Regions from separate parts of the Bombyx mori genome. Here region 2 is linked to region 1. The links are chromatin contacts, called in public Hi-C maps. All regions are on one chromosome and are shown on one strand. The core of a region is the stretch at or near the end of the contact, and the rest is flanking DNA. Distances in the headings are between cores, read along the strand shown. Region 1 holds the start of LOC101740185 (FAST kinase domain-containing protein 4). Region 2 overlaps LOC101745327 (adenomatous polyposis coli protein).

The links. Hi-C and Micro-C count contacts between places; a contact is called where the count stands out from the background.
Region 2: a contact with region 1 is called in a Hi-C map of midgut, with 2.3 times the contacts expected there. The contact joins the enhancer-like site here to the promoter of LOC101740185 in region 1. A contact is called at or near these places in 2 of 7 Hi-C or Micro-C datasets (midgut and whole pupa).

The regions. Positions count from the first base shown.
Region 1 is chr6:1,752,893-1,759,232 of ASM3026992v2, forward strand. It overlaps LOC101740185 (FAST kinase domain-containing protein 4), which reads right to left and starts at 2,484. Exons shown (of 11, transcript XM_004925215.5): 1 at 2,338-2,484; 2 at 1,959-2,121; 3 at 1,266-1,456; 4 at 336-563. The coding sequence starts at 2,121. It overlaps LOC134199022 (a long non-coding RNA gene), which reads left to right and starts at 3,285. Exons shown (of 3, transcript XR_009973337.1): 1 at 3,285-3,610; 2 at 5,380-5,455; 3 at 5,946-5,998.
Region 2 is chr6:1,815,198-1,821,537 of ASM3026992v2, forward strand. It overlaps LOC101745327 (adenomatous polyposis coli protein), which reads left to right. Exons shown (of 14, transcript XM_021347395.3): 7 at 215-354; 8 at 1,043-1,143; 9 at 1,866-1,921; 10 at 2,970-3,187; 11 at 3,658-3,723. Among protein-coding and RNA genes, the nearest start is that of LOC101739778, 23 kb to the right of the region's middle. Within about 2 kb of position 3,119, at least 3 of the 8 cell types and tissues checked have open chromatin away from gene starts, as enhancers often do.

The DNA of each region.
Region 1 (6,340 bases), core at 1,234-3,733:
TTTTAATATTGTATGTAGTATTTCTAGATAATGTAATGACTAGTAACATTGCAGCCATGATGTTACTAACATCAAAGTATGCAAGTACTGCAAGACCTTCAAAGTTTACACTGTTTCACTTTCTTGCTTACCACAGTGGTTGTTACGGCTGCTACTTTCGTAATCGTGCACCTAAATACCAGCAGTAAATATGGACAGCAATTCGTATTCATAGCATTTTTATTTTACAAGTTCTCATCTTCTTCACAGGCAGGAGGCCTTAAGCGCAATTTTACATGGCTCAACATGAAACAAAAAATATTTCTACAATGACTGTTTCAAATAGTAATTCCTACCTTTATCATTTGTGACAGCGTCAAATTTGAAATCAGACGGGCTGCCTCATCATCACCAGTTATTCCTAGAACTGTGCTCAGATCCTCTGCCATTGTCAAGGAACTCATCGCATGAGTAGTTGAGGTCCTAGCCAGAATTCTACATAGCTTTAAAAAACGTGGGTCTTTCTCGAATTCATTCAAATTCACTTTGTTAGTGCTCGACCATTCTGATAAGATAGAAACCATCTGAAACACAAAAATTCCAATTGAAATATTTTAAATTTTATATTTAATTAAGGAAAAATTATGAACAAATCATAAATCTGGATAGGTCATGTGAATCTGAAAAGACTTGAGATATGCGTGGAGATGTAGTAGCAGAAAAAAATACATTGAATAATTACCATTTTGTTTGCATCTAGACAAGAGTATAAAAAAATTGATGCCTTGAACATTTTAATGACAAGTCGCAGACAAGGCTGTCACACACTAGCTTAGTTGCCTGTTTTTTGTTACAATTTATAATGATATGATAAGGTTAATTGACTAAAAAAACAGAAAAATGTTAATAGCTGAAGAGTATAGTCAAAAGCCAATTTATATAGCTGATATATTGATAATTAAGCATTGGCAGTAAAAAACAGCGTACTAAACGCTAACAGTCATTAAAGAATTAACTAAAGTAACTTTCCTGTAATATTTTGGGCTTTTCGACTTAACATTACTTTTCTAGGCTTACATTGGTTTTTCTTGCTTTAGAATGCTAACGAAGTAGACATCAGTAGTAACTTAAACACTATGTTTATATTTTCACTGCATGTAAAATAAAATAACAGGGTTGTTTTTAGAATTTTATACAGGTTCTGTTATATATTATCTTTAAAATGAAATATGAAAAGTTTAGGAAATAGTCATCTAAATTTTTGCATTTGATCTCCATAAACATACCTTCAAAGCATGTCTTCGAGACACAACAGGATTTTCAGCAACAAGGAGCAGAGAATTCACATCAGCAGCTTTGGAAATTTGATTCTCGAGCTGTTGGTGGCGACTTATCTTAGCTGATTTTGGACTTGGTTTCTTAGTTGTTGTAATTTCACTTTCAGAGTTCAAGTGAGCAAATGCAGCGGCTACGAGGCCTAAAATTAATCATCCATATTTAACAAACAAAAAACGGAATTAATTGTCCTTGTTCTTGTCTTCAGGTGAATTTCAACAATGGACATGATATTTGTTAAGACCTCACAACAGTTACCATTGTATTGATGGCCTAACAAGTTTGTATTTGACAACTTTTTTTTAAACTTCTTGTAATAGACATTCTAATTTAATCACTACTTATACTACATATATATTTCATTATACCATTGACCTGTCTCAAGCCTGTCATTAATTGTCTCAAGCCTCATTCACATTGTGTTGTCTATGAGCTCCAGTGATAACTTAACAAAAAATAGTCATCTAGTCAACAAGAATACTAATAAAAATGTCATAAGTTCTTAATTTAATAAACAAATTAAGATTTTTTTTATAGTAAATTACTTCTTGAAACATGCATATTTCTTGAATCTATATAAAATTCTGACATTTTTTACATCTAGCAAAATCAATCAAAGATAATGTATTAAATGAAAAATCTACCTGAAGTATCCTTAAACGTTTCCGCAATGGGTATTTTTCCTTGAACATTCTTAGTGTCCTCGATTTTGTCAGTTTTTACGGCGGCAGCGTTCGTAGTCGACTGCTTTCTTATGATTGCCCTGATACCTAACCTCCAAGATATTGATCCGCTGAACCTTAGCATCTGGAATCGAAATGTTTCAAACAACGTATTAATACCTCTTAATAAATATCTAAAAGCATCGTCTAACACATAAAGCTGCCGCAGAATGATCGAAAACAACTGATTTTGGATAGACATGGAAGTCATGGAACGTCTTACATCACGAGTTGTGAATTAAAACAAATGTAGGTTTTAAGCGGATATTTGTTTAATGTCTATTATTCGTTGCATATATACCTTCGTTTAACTTAAACTAAGCCGAAAGCTGAGATATAATTATTTTATAGCATTTAAAAATAAAAAGAAATCTTATTTATCTTTTTGACATTCATCTGTGATTATTGCCAAATAGGTAAAATTTTCAAAATATAAATAAACTGGCAACTTCTATTTTTGTTTTTGATTATTCATATCTCTACATTACTTTTGTATTCTTAATGTAATAAACCTAAAACGTGATAGTGATTGATAATGAGAGAAATTCAACACTCAAGTACAATGTGAGTTTACGTTTACGAGATTTACGTTTTAGGTTTATTAATGAAAAACAGACAAATACACTGAGTTTCTGATCTATCATTTGACAAGAATTCTCAAGGGAAGAGTAATTTATCAAAGTACAATTGCAGTTCAAGTATATGGCTTAAAACCAGTGGGATGACATTCTACACTCCTATTACTAAACTATTTGATTTTCTCAAATAGCACAAGTATCCTACACTTGCTTGAAAACTCGTCAAGTCATTTCGTATCCTCCCGATCTGATATCAGTGCTTTTAAGCATTCCAAGCACCGCTCACCGACGTAAAAAATAGCCCACAGACACAACCCACTGAGTTTCTCGATGGATCTTCTCAGTTCCGGTGATAAATTCAGCGACGCACTGCTGTTGCCAGGGTAGATGTTAGCAGAAGTTTCTCAGACTGAGTTCCTTGAGCATAAAATAGCCCCTTGATATTACTAGCAATGGCAGGGAAAAAAAATTCTTGCTTGTATGACCAGTCTTGACTTTGATCTCACATATTTCAACATATCATAATAAATGGGCCAAAAATATAAAAACTGATAAAAAATACTGCTCTAAATATCCAGTCCGCTCTTTGTCCATTGCAGAAGGCTTATTATTAAATTGGCACTACCCGCAGCTTACTCGAAGAGAGTTCAGGTGTATTCAGCAGTGGGTGTATAAAGGTTGCTGCTTTTAGATTGTTGTTGGACTTCAATAGAGAGTTATATTTCAGGTATTCACTTAAAAAAGACACTGCACGTGATTTTAAGAACTTCATCGCTTTGTATCGAGGACAGCTTTCTTTTGTGGCCAACCAATTGAAATCGATTCAGCTGTCACTCAACTCGCTGAAACCGATTTGATATTTAGTTCCTGTGGCTACTCAACTCTAGTATTGAAAATTGTTAAAAAAAGTTAACGGCGGCCGTAGATGATAGTTTTTGTTATGGTATTTTGTTGAACGTTCTAATAGTGCAGCCAAAACATTTTTTTATGAAAATGGTGAGTAAATTTTTCAGCAAGATTAAAAATCAAGTCACAGTATTAACCGATTAAACAATTAAAAAAACAAATTCAGAAAGCCAACGAGGCCTATGAATTTTAATTTAATATCCTTTTTTTTTTCGTTCTGTGCATTTACTGGATTCATTGAAACTAACAACAACCACAAAATTGTATAATTTAAAATTCATCAACATTTTTTTTCGTATAAAGACGCGTAATTGAAGCTCGCTAATTTCGTACCTGCATTGAGAAAATAAATCGGTAGATAAACTTTTTACTGGAAAAACCTTTCATATTTATGAATAATAATTATAAATTAATTGAGAAACATTTTATGTATGTGTTAGATAATTTAGAACATACCAAAACACACAAATCAATACACAGCACAAATAAATCTTGTTAAAATGTTTGTCAAAAAAAGTACTAATACAATTATTAGGTAAACTATTTCACATACATAGATTTTCTAATAGAAATTATTAGATAATAAATCAGTTTGCATGATAATGCAGTTTATGCCAAAATAGGCAAGAAAAAAATTGTCAGACGATCCTTTTTATTTTCTACCCCCAAAAGCTTTTGATGAGCTATTTGAGTGTTAATAATGATTAGAAAGGTGTATTGTGTTACTTCCACATCCTGTATGTCCTATTATTCTGTCTATTCCTGTTAAGAAACATTAATACCCTGGGTTTTACATGTAACACAGTCCATAAATATACATTACATTATTATTTTAATCGTCTCTCAAATAGTTATTGTTTAGCTTAAACAAAAAAACTTCTAAATCACATCTACATAAGGTATATTGAAGTATTATTAGGTACAGTTTTCTACTCTGTTTGTAAATTGTTTTTCTTTTTAAAATTTGTTTTGTTATTATTGACTAACGTTATTCACTATTATTATAATATTTATAACTATTATTAACTATTATATAGTATTAAAAATATGCATAAAAGTAGGATTGGGATCCTAAATTAAACCAGAACACTTGTCATCACCTTTTTAGTAATTTCTTTACAAACAGATAATACATTTAATATGTAACCTTTATTCATAAATCTTCATTAGAAAATTATGTTTTGTGATAAGTGGTATTTTTTTAAATGAATCATTTTCTTCTCAATAAATGTCGATAACATGAATACCACTGTTTCCCATCCTTACTTGCTTTAGATCCAAGTTCTATCATTGCCAGGAAGGTTTGATGGTACAAGGGATCAAGTGTTTACCGATGATATAGATACCAAGGAAGATGATGGGTGATACCTATCTGTGCCACATAATAATATGCCCTACTACCATTAATTACATAATACATTACTTTATAAATTTTATACAATCCATTCCTTATTAAAGTTTTTCTCTCATCATTGAGTTAGTTTGTAAAAACTTGGGAGACTCTATCTATGTCTCCAGAATTTTTACTTGATCAGTTTGATAATCCTGACACAATAAGGCAACTTTATGCACCAAAAGAGTAAACTAAGCACAATTTTTCTCCACAATAATATAATAAGACACTTTTTACATATTGCTTATTAATGTAAAAATTACTATATTGTAGGGAACAAACAGTACCAAAAGTTTCTGGTGTGTTTATCAAATCTAGAATAAACTATATTTATGTATTAAATATAACACAACCACAGAGACAGTTTCGGTTTGAAATCATGATTGTTTTATTGAAGCCAAATTGTAACTACTATTGTACACTAAATCTTGTTAAAGTAATTATATTTTGTTTTGTCTGTGGTCAGGCGGGGGCAGATGGCGCTGGTGCTGCTCATTAAGAGGGCCCCGCACCCCGCCCCCTCCCACGTCCATTCTTCACGGGTAAGTCATTTTTTTAACTACATAAGCAATACCCACATTTTTAAATCTAGTAGCCCTATTAAAAAAGCAAAATATATATAATACCTTTTAATTACTGCTTTATATTGGTAGACACGGCTCATCTGGTTAAGTGGTGTTACTGGTGGTAGGATGTCTTGTGAGTCATGGGTTATTGACATTATGGACAAGGTCATGGCCCACCTGGTGTTAATTGTTTACCGAAACCCAAATATATCTACAACGTAAATGCTGCCACCTATCTTCAAATATGAGTTTTAAGTTTCACTTTTTCAGTACAACAGCTGCCCCATTCTTCAAACCGAAACGAATTACTGCTTCACGGCAGAAATAGGCAGGGTGGTGGTGCGGACTTACAAGACGTCCTACCATCAGTAATAAAATTGCATGTCTTGAAGGAACTGTCATTCGCTACAGTGTCTAACATCATGGTTGTTACTTTCAAAGAAAATTAAGTAGACGCAATGTTTAGGTGCCGATCTGCCGAAGAGAATGGATCTAGCATCAACGAAACCCTTTAGGTAAGTTGCATTATGCAATTTAAAAAAAATCAGCACCGGAAATAAACATCGCGTGTATAGTAACATACGCTAATCAGACTGTGTGTCGATTAGTTGCTGTGTGCTAGTTGGACTGTGAATTTGTTCAGCTATCTACGCAGTAAGTAAATACAATAAGTAAGACAGAAGAATAAGTTGAGAATTCTAAACTATGGACAATTGACAAGAAATTGTTTGTAGATAATTATAATCTGGCAGAAGATTTCGATACCGCATCCTCTAGCCTGAAAATGACGCTCACACGAAAAACTTAAGAATACCTACCTATTTAACATGAGACGTAAATCACGAATATACGTAATTAATG
Region 2 (6,340 bases), core at 1,869-4,368, 63 kb after region 1:
TCTCTGTCACAGGTGCCACTTTCAGACTTCCTCTGACATATTCATTCCGTATTCTATCCGTTCTCGTTACTCCACACATCCATCGCAACATTCGCAACTCTGCTGCATGCAATCGCACAAATAACTATTATCGAAATAAATACTATTTGGAAACTCATTACCACGGTCATCCGGGATCACAGAGCAGTTTGTGTATCTGACATGTCTGTCACAGAGGTGTCCGGGGCGGAGTGCGCGGGCTCGGTGTTCGAGGAGCGTGTGTCCCGGTTCGTAGTGGAACACACCCCGGCCCAGTTCTCCGCAAACACCAGCCTCAGCAGCCTGACCATCGACGACGAGGACAGGCACAACAAGGTACGTCCCGCTGTTGTAGCGTCAGTGCGCTTACTGCGAGTTTTTTAACGTTCTCGATAGCGTAAGAGTTAACTCTAATTTATTATGTATCTAACTTAAAACTGATTCACTAATCTATGTTATAGCTAACATACTAACTAAGTGGTACGACTCACCAGGTCTAACTAGCCTAGCCTATGTAACTCTTAACGTCTGAGGGGAGAGCAAAGGCCACTACTCTTCGCTGCAGTCCTCCCCCTGTGCCCCTTCCCGCAATTGTTATCCCCGTCCCCCTTCCCTCAATTGTTACATATTGTTTGTTGACGCGCAACCTACCCGCAAATTAGAATATCGAAAGGCTTAAATACCCAACAATAGGATCCTCTCCTTTTTGTACTGGCTTCTGTCTCATATAACACGGTCACGCACAACACCGGTCTTTGTTGGAAAGTTTTTTTATTTTTATTACCATATAAGCAGACGAGCATACGGCTCACCTCATGGTGAGTGGTTACTGTCGCTCGTGGACGTCAGCAATGCCAGGGGCAGAGCCAAGAGCTCCAGGTCGTATGGATGAACTCTACTATCTACCGTATCTACCGTGTTATAGGAGGGATACCTGTATTCCTAAAGCTCGGCATTAAACCCATTATATACGTGATGTCTAATTGATTGGATTTGATCAAAATTGATTACGTCATTCCGGCAGCAATCGCTGAAGCTACTCTCGAGAAACGAAAAACTGGAGGATCAAAACTGTTCGGCGCTCGAGAATGACCCCGAAGACGTGCTGCAGAAGAACGAAATTAGGTAAGCATACGTATATTATCATTATCGGGTTCTAAGTCGTCGTGGCCTAAAGGATAAGACGTCCGGTGCTTTTGTGTTGAAGCGATGCACCGGTGTTCGAATCCCGCAGGCGGGTACCAATTTTTCTAATGAAATACGTACTCAACAAATGTTCACGATTGACTTCCACGGTGAAGGAATAACATTGTCTAATAAAAATCAAACCCGCAAAATCATAATTTGCGTATTGTAAGTCCGCACGGGTAGGTACCACCACCTTGTCTATTTCTGCCGTGAAGCAGTAATGCGTTTCGGTTTGAAGGGTGGTGCAGCCGCTGTATCTATACTGAGACCTTAGAACTTATATCTCAACGTGGGTGGCGCATTTACGTTGTAGATGTCTATGGGCTCCAGTATCCACTTAAAACTAGGTGGGCTGTGTGAGCTGGTCCACCCATCTAAGCAATAAAAAAATAATAAAAAAAACCATCGGCGAATACGAAAAATGTATAAATACGTAAACTCAACTCGCTCAGTGACATGTAAATTCTTGAGTGAGGCTTGCAGACAGCACTTCGCAGGGGGGCAGCGACCTGAGTGGGCCCCTGGCATTGCTGATGTCCATGGGCGACGGTAACCACTCACCAGGGGGGCTGAATGCTTGCCTGTCAACAATACCAATAAATATAAATATATTGTAATAATTCTTAATGTATTCACTGGAGGTTTTCTTTCCGTTTCAGAGATCAAATCAATCCTCTACCTTCATCGACGAATACATCGAATTTATTAACGAAAGGTGAGTAGAATTTTCTATGTAAAATTTTGGAAAATGGACTCATTATTCCAAATGTGGCGCGAGAAATTTTCTTACGTCGACCGAACGTAATTTTACTACGTGTGACGTCATTTGAGGCCAAAACAAAAGAACGAATACATATTCGGGTTGTTTGATTCTGTTTAGTGATTTTAAATTTTAATTTCTTGATTTATTGTCGCATTAATAGAATTAAGGTTTCTAAAATAGCTTATAAGTTTTTAAATCGCATTGTCAGTGCTTTCTGGGTTGCTTGTTTGCAGATGTGGATACACATTCTGATGGAAAGGGTCAGAACATTCCCTCCCAATTACCCCTTAAATCCTAATAAAGTGATTTCTTTTCACTGCATTTGCTTGTTTTGTTAAAATTAAAAACGCCCTTACAATTGAAGACACGAGGGGATGAGGGGGATATGATACAATTTGTTAATTTTGAGAAAACAGGCAAAGAACTTTTGTTACTTGTACTATTTCTTCGTATACAACTCCTTTATCACGTGCAATTTCTAAAATTAGTGTTACGCCGGTAAGAGTAATGCCATCTATCGCCGAATAACCGAACGAATATCGAAGGTATTAGTAAAATCTAGAAGTACAACCCCATCTATTGTCAGATAGCAGAAACACACATAGAAGCTACTCGACTCGCCCAGAATGTACTTGACAAATGTAGGGATGTGGAATCGACTGTAAAAGTGTTGCAGAGATGGCACGCAGTTAGTCAGTAATCGGAACTACTCGAAGCGAAACAGCGAACGGATCACCTGAAGCGAAGCGGAAGAAGCGAATTGAGAATTTTAAAGTGTTCGTTGAGTGTTTTAAGTGTTCGAAGAGTTAATACAGTATCAATGTATACGTCGGTAGAATTTTTATTTATCCCGAACACCAGCGCGTAACAATAGCCTTTACACTCGTTGTTTTAAGGTCTAATATGGTTTATAAGCATATAACACATTCATTCAATGTAAAAACTCAAGGTATTTAACCGCATCATCCACTCATGTCTTCAATTATAATGTTATTTACAGGGAACCAAACCCCGAGCGAGGTGTGCAGAGTGTACTGCACCGAGGACACGCCCGCGATACTGTCGAAGGCCGGCAGCAACAGCAACCTGTCGGCGCTGTCCGTGGACTCCGCCCCCGCGCCCCCCGCCGCGCCCTCCGACGGACACACCTCGGACAGCTCCAACCTGAGCGACGCGGCCGACCTGCTCGAGGAGTGCATACAGAAGGGGATCGCCAAGGTGCGGCCCGGCGTCCGATGACGTCATATGTGTGCATACATACGTACTGAAAAATCAATATTTGCTAAGTGGCGTTAATTAGAACTTACAGACAAATGTAAATTATGCGATCAAATCGTAAATATTTGTAACAACTAGTGGTCCCGCAGTAGTCGAGATTCGACTATAATTAATTGTATTTATAAGTTTGAACATTATTAAGGTTCTATTGTCAAAGACTTAATAGACTTCTTTATTCACAGATTTCGCCAAGCAAATAATATTAAAGATAAACAATAGTAACCTATTCTCAATTTGACCACAGAATAAGCAATAACAAATGTTTGACAATGAATAGAGTTGTGTGTGTCATTCGTCATTTAATAATATTTACTAAAAATTAAAAAAAAACCTGTCCGTGTCCACGAAATTTTTTAAACGTATGCACACGACGTTCAACCGTAAACGTGTTACACTCGTAATGTTTCCAGGTCGTCAAGAACAAAGGGCCTTCATCGGACGTGTCCTCCGGCCACCCCTACAGGGATGAAGTCTACGTGAGTTTAATTACAGTTCAATTGTTATCCCGCGCCAGAAGAGTGACGGTAACCGTTAACCCTCAGATGGATCTCATTGTAAAAAAGAATATTTAAAAAAATCTAATATTAAAAAAAATATCTAATATTTTTAAAAAAAAGATGCCCGCTGAGTTTCTTGCCAGTTCTTCTCAGGACGGAGGCTAGTTCCTGTGAATTGGCGGTAGTTCTTTTCACGTTCAACAAGTATGTACTTTCATTTATGTTGAATAAATTTTTTTTGATTTGATTTGATTCGTTCCCTCTCAAACCCCCTTCTGGCTAATCGAGTGCTAATACAAAATCTATAAAATCTATAATAAGGTATTTTTCTAGTACAAAATTAAAATACTTAAACCAAAATTGTATATACAGTAATGCACCCTATATATAACACGATATTCTTATAACGCATTTTCACATTACGCGATCTCAATCCCTCGTATAACACGGAAGTTTCGCAAGTTATATTTCTGCTTAAACTGTGAAATTTGTAATGAAAGGAGACGGAAAATCGTGGGCCAAAAATGTAATAACTTGGAATGTAGTCTAAAAAAATTGTCATATCTTTTTATATAAGAATATAAAAAAATCACCTCAATCCTCTTTCTGAGACCGGAGAAAAATGAGAAAGTTAGTTTTTGGCGGTATAACGGTGTGATCGATTTAATTAATCGATTACAGGATTATAAAAAGAAAAACATTGCACTAGGTAATTAATGCAAAGTAATTAAATGAGCGATTTATACTTGTTGTATTGTATACAAGTGCGGTATGCGCCGGATTTAATCTATACTAATATTATAAAGAGAAAAGATTTGTTTGTTTGTTTGTTTCGAATAGGCTCCGAAACTACTGGACCGATTTGAAAAATTCTTTTTCCATTAGAAGCCGACATTGTCCCTGATGAACATAGGCTACTTTTTTTTTTGTTTTTGTTTTTTTGTTTTCATGTGTGTTTTATTTAATGTTTCCGAAGCGAAGCGAGGGCGGGTCGCTAGTTGCGATTATATACATAAATGAAGAAAAAGTCTATTATTACTTAGCAAAGTAATATGATTATCGATTTCAAATCGATTAAAATCGATTGTATTTTTGATGACAGCTTTGACAGTAAGCTGTTTTTTTTTTTAAGAGATTTTATGACCTGGTAACTAAGACCTTTAAGTCATGTCTTATTTTACTTTATATTCTTAATTTTATGAAAAATGATAATATGGAGTGAAATGAAATGAAGATGATTAATTTGAGACATTAATCAACTGGGATGAAATTTAATGAAATGAAATGATATGGGATGAAATATAATCGCAGTAAAATGGTGGTCATTTACTGAGATTTTTTCAGTGGACTTTTTGGAGGAACCCGAGAAGTTACGTCCAGCAGCTTTGTTTCATTTTCCCACATTTGTGCACTTTCACAGATATTAAACAGTTAATAAACCACCGTTAATACACATTTAAACCTGAAGAAACACTAAATAGACAAAATAAAACAAATCACACAACTTCACTCCTCGCGTTCCCGCCAAAAAGTCCACAGTAAGCTGACATGACGTTTATTCATAGATTATACAATTATTTTTTGGCGCTTGTTGGTTTTTTCTGCTCTACTCGTTTTGTATCTTCGACGCATTTTGAGTGTGTATCTATCGGGCTGTTTTTATATTTTCAACGATCACTGCTTTATTATTACGGATTCCAACTCTGCCAGCCTTGTACGACAATTGCTTCTACACTGGACACCGAAGATCGCTCACACGTTTGACTTGAAATTGTTGCATTGGATACTGTTGAAATTATGGATCGCTGTGTGAATTGTGGGATAGCAATTCCATATTCCATACCTGATATATATCATTGATATTCATTCATAATATGACATTTAAAAGATTATCCAATGGATATAATAAACATTTACTTATGCTTAAATAAGTTATTATTCAGCTTTTTTAAAGAGATTGTAACATAACCTAACTTTTACTAAATCTTTATTAACTCGGCTCTCAGATTGAGAAAACTTTTATAATTTTCAGCAAGGTACTGATAAATCTGAATCTATTAATTCATATTAGTTTCATCACGTTACATTCGGGCCCAAAAATGTATGTAATCGTTTCAGTCTCCTTTGTACGGTTCATAATTATTTTTGTGTACATTTATTTGCCCATAGTGTCAATCGTGCTGTTAAAAAATGAAATTAAATGTATTTATTAAATTTGTGTTCCTAGTTTTTGAAGTGTAAAAATATTGGGTACCTTATATAATATTTTATATATATTATATTTTTACATAAAGCGTTATGTGAATCATACAAGCGCATTATCCGAGAATACTCCTGCAACGCGTTTCCTATAATGCAGAACCGATCTACCGTGTTATAGTGGTCATTCATTACTATATATGAGTCGTCTATTATCAAAGGTGGCAATCTGTGCATTTGGACAAAAAAATGTTATTGATATGTCAATACAGATTGATTTGAATATAATCGTCTCCTTCAAAGAATACGGTTCAAAACCTGCATTAAATAAAGGTTAATACTTAACCTGTTATTTATCTAAGATGTCGTTCCGAAGAGTTTTGTGACTGCCAATGGA